Linked DNA regions of Zea mays: regions 2 and 3 are each linked to region 1. A link is a contact called in public Hi-C data. All regions are on one chromosome and are shown on one strand. The core of a region is the stretch at or near the end of the contact, and the rest is flanking DNA. Distances in the headings are between cores, read along the strand shown. Region 1 holds the start of fea3 (fasciated ear3). Region 2 has its middle 17 kb from the start of LOC100283750. Region 3 has its middle 54 kb from the start of LOC100283750.

Region 1 (3,218 bases), core at 510-3,009:
CATCGCAGAATGTCATGATCATTTGTGAGTTCGAAATGAGGTACACATTTATCATCACTGGTTGGCCTCGTTCCGTGCATGATACTAGAGTGCTACAAGATACTCTGATCACGTACGACGATAGGTTCCCGCATTCTTCAGAAGATATTACTCCAATCTACGTCTGTAGTATTTCGAAGTCACCTCGTTATGTATGACCTTAACCATGATAATTTTATATTTCAGGAAAATATTATCTTGTTGATTCGGGGTACCTCAATAGGACGGGATACCTTGCACCTTATAAAGGTCAAAAGTACCACATTTTCGAATTTAAGGATGGAAGGCAACCTGTTGCTACCAAAGAGGTTTTCAACTATGCGCACTTGTTCCCGAGGAATATTATAGAGCAATCATTTTGGGTGCCCAAGATAAATTGGAGAATTCTTATTAGCCTACCTTCATTTTCACTGAGAAAGCAATCCAAGATAATTATATCATGCATGATGTTACATAACTTCATTCGGGACAGTGTTTTACACTTTCGCGACTTCGATTAGTATATACCTGCATGAGGCATGTTCAGGATGTAGCTATAGGTGAGAGTAGTAGCAACACGTAGATGAGTTAGACATATGTGCTTTTAGAGATTCAAGTGCTAATGTGTTAGTGTCATAGTTAGTTATCCGTACGAGTAAATAAACATGTTGTAATGGACAAATCATGTGGTAATTTCTAATTAGGTGCTAATTAGTATGTATGTTTTTCTTTTTTTTCATTTTCTACTATCTTAGAATCAGTCTATCCAAACACCTAAATTCTAACCACCAGCTTCTTCCCATAGCACCTAAACCAAATACTCAGATTCTTCTTCTTCATAGTCAGATTCTCTCTACAACCATTTTTTCAAAAAAGCTGAATCAAACAGACTCATAGACACACGATGTTCTTGTCTATTTTTATCTTTAGTACTAGTTTGACAATTCTATTTAAAAAAAACTATTTTCTCGAGATAAATTAGCTGGAAATCTCTTAGACTAACTCCAACAGAGCAGCCAAAGCCAATATGGCTGTCGTGGTGCTACTGTAGCGCCTAGAAACAGGTTCCAACAACACAGCCAAAAGGAGCAGCTATTTTAGAGGGGATGAGAGAGAAAAGCTAGATTGGCTGGTTCAGAGCCGGCAGCCATTTTCTCCCCTTCGTCTCTGACAATCCGGACCCACTTCTGAGGCTTCTGGCCACTCGCCCTGGGAACCAGCTATTTTAGCTGCTCCGTTGGATACGAAGGACGTATGGATGGCCAGCTAAATTACTGTGGCAAGCCAACGGCCTGAATGTCTGCCCGTTTTGGCTAGTGCCTGTTGGAGACAGCCTTAGGAGTTGACAAACTAGGGGCTAGTTTGGATCGGCACGCCGGCGGCCACGCCGCGCCACACCTGTGGCGCTGAAAACGAGCGCCACACTGGTGGCGTGGGAAGTGTGGCGGGCGGCGGCGGCTTAGGCGGCCATCCAAACATCCCCTAGACCTTAACCAAACATTCCTCCCTTCTCGCTTGTGTGTAACACCCACTCCGTATTTTTCACCAGCGCCACCACGGTAAAGTGCACGCTGTTCCTGCGGGACATTACTACAAAACCAATCCCCCGTCTTGCGAGGTCGCGAGTCTCTCCAACTCCGTCCCTCTGGCCTCAGCACAACGCCAGACCGCCTGCCTGTGCTTGCAGCCAGGCCGGCCAGCTGCCTGCCTGCCTGTTGTCGTCTGCGGCGCGACGGCGGCCGCCCGGTCGACCGCCCGCATTGGGATCCCCAGAGCAGCGCTTGGCATAGGGGAATGTCCCGGGTCAGCCACCGTCGCCTCTGCGCTGCGAAAGCCCCGCATTTACTTGCCACCTAGAAGGGGGCACCCCTCGCGAGACCCAGCGCCAGACAGAGCCAGCAATGGCTGCTGCTGCTGCTCCTCCTCCTCCTATATAGCGGGGCCCGTGCCGAGCGCTCGATCCAGTTCTTCTGATCTCTGACTTCTGAGCGAGGAGTGGACGAGTGGTGTGCCGTCGTCCGGTTCCCGTTGGTTTGGCGATGAGGCGCGCTCGCGGTCGCCGCGGGCTGCTGCTTCTCCTCGGCGTGGCGCTCTCGGCGGCTGCGCTGCTCCGTGGCTGCGCGGGGCAGCAAGGGGAGGACGGCTCGGACGCCCCTGCGGCGGCGGCGGCGGAGACGGCCCCCATGGAGGAGAAGGAGCGCAGGGCGCTGTACGCCGCCATCGAGAGCTTCGTCGGCAAGGGGTGGAACGGCTCCGGGCTCTACCCAGACCCCTGCGGCTGGTCTCCCATCCAGGCGCGTCCCTGCCCTTCCTGCGCTTTCCCTTTCGCATCGATCTATGTTACCGTGCTGTTCGATTTTCTGGCCCGCGTATGTTCGTTCATCATGTTCGTTCTTCAGACGCGCGAAGCTTTCCTCTTTGGTTTTTTCGGCTTTGCCCGTCCTCGTCACACGCCCTTTCTCGGTGCTCCCCTGCTGCCTGCTTTGAGCTCCAATCCAAAAACCGTTTGCGAGCGAAAGGAGGAGCAAGTCGGTAGCCTCCGAAATGAAATTGGTGCCCTGTTTGGGGATGCAGGACGCACGCCAAGTCGCCACCAAATCTCCTGCTGTAATTTCCCGTGTTAAAACCTTCCTCGTCTCGCTTCCAGAATTTCTGGCCTTCCGGTAGCCTCTGCTGTTTTTGTCTTGTGTTCGTCCTTCGTCGCACTCGTGCCCTGCTCCTCAACTGTTGCTTCGAGATTGTGGCACTGTTTTGCTGTGCGCCGCTGCACATTCAGTTCACTGTTGGACGAGACCTCTGCTTGATCCCCTTGTGTCTTCGCATCTCAGCCTTTTGCTCGATATGGTAGGAGGATCTGATCTCTTGGGCAGGAACTTTCCACTCACATGAAAAGAACCTCCCATGATTTGAAATGGCATGCTCCGCCCAAGATTTTTCTCATACAGTACTACTACTCTCTAGTATAGATTTTAGTAGTACCTTGACATCTTCTTCCTTTTGCTCGCGCCCGAGAAGGAATCAGTCCTACTACTCCATAGGAGTTTTTGCTCTAACAATTACTGGAATTTACCGCATATTTATCTTCCTTCACACGGTACACTGGAATTTCATTCTGGTTGTTACAGTACCAGTAAAGTTAAGAAGGGGCCAAATTTGTACTAGGTGCACCTTTAAGAAATGTCGCCATCTTGGATCATCCT
Region 2 (3,218 bases), core at 521-3,020, 110 kb before region 1:
TTACATGAAAACATCACCATATATAAGTTTAACTGGTCCCCGCGGGGAACGGGGATGGAGAATGTTTCCCCGTCCCCGTTTACCTATCGGGGGAGGATTTTTTTTCCCGTTTACATCCCCGCGGGAGAGAACCTTGTTCGGTTATTTCCAATACACATGGATTGAATGGGATTGGAAAAAATTCTTAAGAAATTTGACTTGTTTGGGATTCAAACTCATCCAATCTCACTCAATCCACATGGATTGAGAGCTAACCGAACAAGCCCTAATGGAGGAATTCCCCGCGAGGAATCAGGGATCAGGGCCCATTGCCATCTCTAGATCCATTGCTCGGCTTCGGCGCTTCGCAAAATAAAGGTATCCACAAAGTCAGCCAGCCAGCTCCAAGTCCCAACAGCGCAACACATTTCTGTTTCCCCGTTAAAAGTCGAGAACAAGTACTGAGGCTTGGCAATTAAAGTTTTTCACGAAGTTAGCCGATACTTCTCCATCGATTTTCTTTTTTTTTAAAAAAAAACAAGTAACTGCATTGCTTCTTCTCTTAGAAATCCTGGACAATCACCGTGTTTCTGAACCATACTTTTAATTTATACCTACAATATACTTCCCACGATCGGGATCTACTTTGGAAAAAGTAGTGGACCCGCTGATGGATACGGTTGCGGTTGCGGTTGCGGTTGCGGGTGGTGTTGGGTAGTGTGCGGCGGCCGGTCCGGCTCCGGCAGGTCATGTGAGTTCCTGACAGTATCATGCGTGGCGAGGTAGTACAAGCGTACCATTCCCCCTCTGAACCGGATGGAAGGTTTAGGCTGAGCCCGCTGAGGAGGGTTCGCGTCACCTACTCAACCGGCCTCTGCCGTCCGGTCAATGTATAATCCGGGATTCCGGGTCTCATCTGGCTCGCCGAGTGGTCTATGGCCCCTTTGGCAGGGCTCTGGCTTCTCCAAAAACAGCTTTGACTCTGGCTCACGAGTTGAAGCGACTTCTTTAGATGAGCCAAAGCCATTCTAAAAAATCATTTGGCAAAACGGCTTATAGGTTGTTTTTCAGAAAGACCCTTGTATAGTTTATCTCTCCTGTACGTGGCTAGGGATTGCGGGCAGGACCAAAAAAAATAATTTGGACTGGTGGGAGAGCTATTGTGCAAAAATGACGTGAGCTGAAGCCGGGTGAGCCACTTTTTTTGGCTCATGTCCTCTAGTTCATTTTGGAAAAGCACTTCACTGGTGAAGCTATTTGAAAAAGAGGTGTTTGACATAACTTTTGCATAAGCCAGAGCCGAAGCTGAAAAATAAGCCCTACCAAAGGGCCCTATATATGTCAGCCGGCCTGAGTTCTGCACTGCGCGCAGACGTTTTATCTTCAAGCGATCCAAGTTCCACTGGACCCTGAAAATTCAAAAAAACAAAAACAAAAACAAAACAAAACTCGGCACGCTCATAACATAGAGTGGGGGGTAGGGGTACAGGTACAGGCGTACAGCCCGAAAGGAGCTGGGGAGATGTCAGATGTCACGGCTTTCGTCGCACGGCAGCCCTATATAAACGCTCAAGTGGTGATTACTGATCGTCCTGGTACAGTCAGTGCGTACTTACCGGTGTTAGTAATATATAAGATCGATGTGGGCTGAAAATGAGAGAGAGAGAGAGTATAGTAGTAATCTGTAGCGTAGGCTAGCACAACCAGTGGCACTCGGTGATAGGAGCTTCCAGCTTTGGGTGACACGTGGTACGGCGGCGGCGGCATCCACGTATGGTTCCACACCCCTCCACTCTGTCTATCCCTGTTGCTGCGGCGTGGCAGCCCATGAACGATGATGGGCCGGGCGGTGGCTCTGCCATGCGATGCAAATTGCAACAACGACCAATACAAAAACGTGGATCGAAAATCATGTCTGGTCCCCACAAGGCAAGGCCCCCCTCAACCCTATGACAGAGCATGCATTTCGCCTCGAACCTCCATCGAGGCCGGTGGCACGACGGGACCCCGCTCACTCGCTCCGCAGAGTTGTCCCCAATCACATGCGCCGCTCATGTCATGCACCCCGTAGCGTAGCTTCTCTACTACTGCCTACGCTTCGCAGCTCGCTCCGCCTGCCCGTCCGTGCTTTGGCAGTGAAAAGCTCTATACCGCGCTCTGCCGCGATAGATGGGTCGTGGTCCCGTCGCCCCGCCAGCCCGCCTGCCTGGCTCTGGCTGCTGCAGTGTGCTGCTAGGCCTAGGCGCGTGCTAGCTCGCCCCCATCCCCCGTCCCCCCAATGCCAAGGCAATGCAAGGGCTCCTCCTCCACTAGCGGAGCAAAAGCGCTATCCCCATCCATCCGATCCGATGCGATCAGCTGCGGCCAGCGCATTTTGCAGGTGTCGTCACTTTGCATCTCGCAGGCCACAATTCCTCTCGGCATCTACCGTTGCCTCCCCACCCCCACCCGTGTCGTCCTCAGAGCCGGACCTTCTTTATCCCTTCCCTTCTCGGCTCCATTCCACCAAACGCTCATGAATACCGTTGGTTGTTGCGTGGCGGGATTCAATTCCACACATGATTGGTCGATCGAACCTCAGATGCTCGCTGCTTGATTGCTCGGTGTTACTTTCTCTCGTGTCCATAGGCAGAGCCGCTGCCGCAGCCGTCTCTCCGATCCGCGTGTCCGCCGCTCTGGCCTGCTGGAAAAGGCGAGGCGAGGCCAGGCGTGAATAAACCTCAGAGGCGAAGGACAGCAGCAGTTGCATTGCATGATCCAAGTCCAACCCCACCCTGGCCGCTGCAGCTGCAGGCTGCAGCCTGCATGCGGTTGCGGTACGTGAATCTCGTCTCGCTACCTGCGGTGTGGTGTGCATTTGCCACCACATTCGTCAACAAGTTTGCTTAAAATTTCAAAAATGGTTTCTCGAAACATCGCAACACAGATTGTCAACATACGAAAACATGCCGAGCAGGAGAGCTCTCTTTTTTTTTATCTCTCTCTAAACTTTTCAGTGTCATATATATGCACAACAGAAAGCGGTACAAAAAGAGGGCGAGGGCTGGGGCTGGGGCTGGTCCCGGCTCTCCCCCACCGGCCCACACCTCCCACGGCCCACCGTCCTTCCTCTCTCTCTCTCTCTGTCTCTTGTTTGGTCTTTCTGTCCCTGCGCAGCGAGGCCCACCACGCCCACGAGCCCCACCACTGCCACCAGCCCAGGCCCAGCTCAGCACATCACCAGGCCAGAGTCCAGACCA
Region 3 (3,218 bases), core at 488-2,987, 74 kb before region 1:
CTCTCCCCACCTTGCATTAATTAGGTCTATAGATGTCTTTCAATATCCATGTGCTAAACTTTAGCACATGTATTGAAACACTACTCATGTACTAAACTTTAGCTCTCCATTTGAGACCTTTAAACTTTAGCACCAGCTAAAGTTTAGTATATATGATTTAAATAACCCTAAAATATTGTAAGGCCAAAGTTTAGGAGGATGACTAGAAACCAAGCAACATCTAAGTAGCGTCAAAGAGAGAGTGCGCAAAGGGCCAACATTTCTTTAGACCGGTTATCAGGGTTGTGCATAAGGGAGTGCAAAGGGCCCCTTTTTTGGGGGTACACGGAGGTCCATTAGTGATTACCGATTAGGTCATAATTTTAGTTTTTTTTATCTTTTTTTAAATGTGAAGAGCACGTCGACGGTAGAAACCGTAGAACTGTGTAAACTGATGCTTTATATAGTACTAGTCGGTTGCCTGTGCGTTGCGACGGTTTACAACAATACCCATGTAAACCATCCACCAAAAAAATTTAAGATTTTTTATTGATTGTCTCCGCTCTCCGTATAATATATTTTTTTATTTGGATAACTGATGTTATTGTTTACTCCATCCAATATGTCTTGGTACAATACGCCCAATGAAGTGAGTGACTAGAAGAGAGTTCATAACGACTGACTAAACGAACAGAGATTATAAAAATACATAATTCTACCATACAGAGACCAAATAACAGAAAGTTTGTGAGCTCAAGTTTCTAAAATAAGTCACATGAACTCAAACTTATAAAAAAGATAGATCAAAATATGGAGTGATTGCTAAAGTCAGACATTAATAAAAACTGGATGTGCTCCATATGAATTATGCTACTTCGTAGTAATTACTAACGTTTAAACCAACAAATAACCTTTCATTTTACTGTTAGTATGACAAATCATTGTTGCTCCATCCAATTCAGCAACCTCAAACACCATTGAGTCCAATGCGCCAATGTGGTCTCGGAAACGACCTAATGCTTGCAAGAACAAAAAATGACGTGTCGTGCTTGGGCTGTAACCTCAGCCTGTAGTGCTGGCCTGGCCTGACACGATTTTATTTTTTATTTTACAAAAAAATATATATACATATATACAATTTATATTCAATATTAAAAACATTTGATCATGATGTTATACTGGTTAGATAGCTTTATCCAGTGTCTCTCACTCTTCTTTCGTCAGGGCATGTGTTCGAACCCCATATCTTGCACTGTTTTTTAACATTTTACGCTGATTTAATGAAATGGGCTGACGGGGCTAACGGGCTGGTCTGGCACAGTCAGGTCGATATGACGTGCATGAGCCAGAGTTGTGGCTCGCGTGCGTCTTTATTTGTAAAAAATGACGCGTGACGATCGTTGAAATTGATGCTTTAAGTATAGTATAGATTAGAGATTTCTATGTAATGCATTACATCATCTATATTGTTAGAGTTTATTTTTCGAGTGATTTAGTGATAAAGACCTTTATTCAATAACTTCGTATAGGGAATTAGGGACTCGGTGTTTTTGCGGGCACGGCACTACCGGTTACTTTTAAAATATTGATTGAGAAAACAATTACAAATTAAAAATCCCTGCGCCTGCCGGATGTGATGTGATGCTCATGCTCTCTGTCGTTTGGTTTCGCATCGCATGCCATAGGCCCATAGACACTGCCACTGAACTAGGCGCAGGAGTAGCCGCCCGGTGAGAGTAGGGCAGTATAGGCATAGGACGGAGCGAGACCGATGGATCCAGTGAGCGTCGGTCTACTGTGACGCTGGACGCATTATCTATCCACTGCAGAGGGCAGATCCGATCAGAGGCAAGGCTACTGTGTACTAGCTGTGGAGTATTTACCACCTTTACGAGCTACTGCCGCCGTAAAGCCTAACACAGCTTATGGCGCTTTATCTCTACGTTGGATCAACCGACGGCAAGCAAGCTACCAACGCCAACAACCTCTCGCTGCCTTCCTGCAGGTCGGAGTAAGACCGACTCCAACAAGAAACGAGCGTATACATTTTAAGGCTTTATTTGGATACTCTAGTATTAATCTTAATATGTGTTGAGTGAATTGAGGGTGTAAATTAGTTTAAGTTACACTTCAATATACCTCAATACATGTAGATTATAGTTAAAACAAGAGTAACCAAACTAAACCATAATGTAGGAAAGATTTACCCTTCTATACCCTTCAACAATGTCCTCCTAAATTCTTTCCCTATACCCCACTACAACCATTAAATATCATTTTCTATACCTACTTTTCACTCACTATCATTTTTTCTTCTACTAACAATTAGAGGCGGACCGACGGCAATAGTCGTCAACAATGCAAGGGGAGGGAGCGGGCGCATGCCACAGCCAGAGGGAGAGAGCAGGGGGCGGGCGCGTGGGGGCGTCGTAGGGGGCCGCGCTGCGAGCGTCTGCGCCCCTGTAGCCACCATGCAAGAGGAGGGGGTGGGCGCGCGCGGCTGATGCCGCGGATAGCCTAAATATAAAGGACACTCCTCTATCCTCTCTCTATTTTTTCCTTCTCTTATATATCTATTTTAACACTTTAAACAGCAGATTAAACGAAACTAGATTATGTATCTTTCAGAGAAGAACTACAAAAGAGATATACATATAGAAGGGATATAAGACTGTGTCCATCGGTTCACTCGTATGGTCACAAAAACAGTTTTGCACCGTATACCGTACTATTTGCAGAGTGGAGTTTGAATATGTTGTAGAGATGGGTAAGCTGCTGGAGATAGTCTGAAGGACGCTCCTCGCGACCCTCACGTCTACGGCTCATCCTTTGCATACTCTATTCATCCTTGAGAGTGATACCCTCCTGTTCGCCCTTGTGGGTTCGTGTCTGTCTGAAGGCGTTCGGTTGCCCAAGAGCTCTCTCCTTTCCATCCCCTTACCCTGAGGCCAGCCTCTCCCTATTATAGGCTGGGAGAGGGGTTTGCCATCGATGGCTTCCCTAAGAAGGAGCGCAAGGTAAGGGTAAAACCATCGTTTTACACCGGGTGGAGCTACACATACTCGTGGGCCCGGGGCTGCCTGACTGTCTCGTATTTACAGTGGCAGATGACGTGGGGGCAGCGATGGTCCCATTCGTCATCATTATGGTTACGCCAACCCCTGGCCTCCGTAGCTTGGGGCTCGTCGTAGCCCGCCGTGTAGTTGAAAGTCGCCTAGAAGGGGTAAATAGGTGAAACC

Evidence for each region. A called contact is a pair of places that touch in the nucleus more often than the background predicts.
Region 2: a contact with region 1 is called in a Hi-C map of leaf, with 3 times the contacts expected there. The contact joins the enhancer-like site here to the promoter of fea3 in region 1. A contact is called at or near these places in 6 of 25 Hi-C or Micro-C datasets (bundle sheath, ear, endosperm and 2 more) and 1 of 3 datasets of contacts at active chromatin or transcription factors (leaf).
Region 3: a Hi-C map of tassel shows a contact between it and region 1, with 2.3 times the contacts expected there. The contact joins the enhancer-like site here to the promoter of fea3 in region 1. A contact is called at or near these places in 2 of 25 Hi-C or Micro-C datasets (ear and tassel).

Annotation. Positions count from the first base shown.
Region 1 is chr3:29,214,927-29,218,144 of Zm-B73-REFERENCE-NAM-5.0, reverse strand. fea3 (fasciated ear3) reads left to right here and starts at 1,759. Exons shown (of 3, transcript NM_001317362.1): 1 at 1,759-2,312. The coding sequence starts at 2,058.
Region 2 is chr3:29,326,928-29,330,145 of Zm-B73-REFERENCE-NAM-5.0, reverse strand. No RefSeq gene overlaps it. Among protein-coding and RNA genes, the nearest start is that of LOC100283750, 17 kb to the left of the region's middle. Within about 2 kb of position 1,770, at least 18 of the 20 cell types and tissues checked have an H3K27ac peak or open chromatin away from gene starts, as enhancers often do. A contact at or near this core is called in bundle sheath, ear, endosperm and 2 more, where this site is marked.
Region 3 is chr3:29,289,225-29,292,442 of Zm-B73-REFERENCE-NAM-5.0, reverse strand. No RefSeq gene overlaps it. Among protein-coding and RNA genes, the nearest start is that of LOC100283750, 54 kb to the left of the region's middle. Within about 2 kb of position 1,737, at least 7 of the 20 cell types and tissues checked have an H3K27ac peak or open chromatin away from gene starts, as enhancers often do. A contact at or near this core is called in ear and tassel, where this site is marked.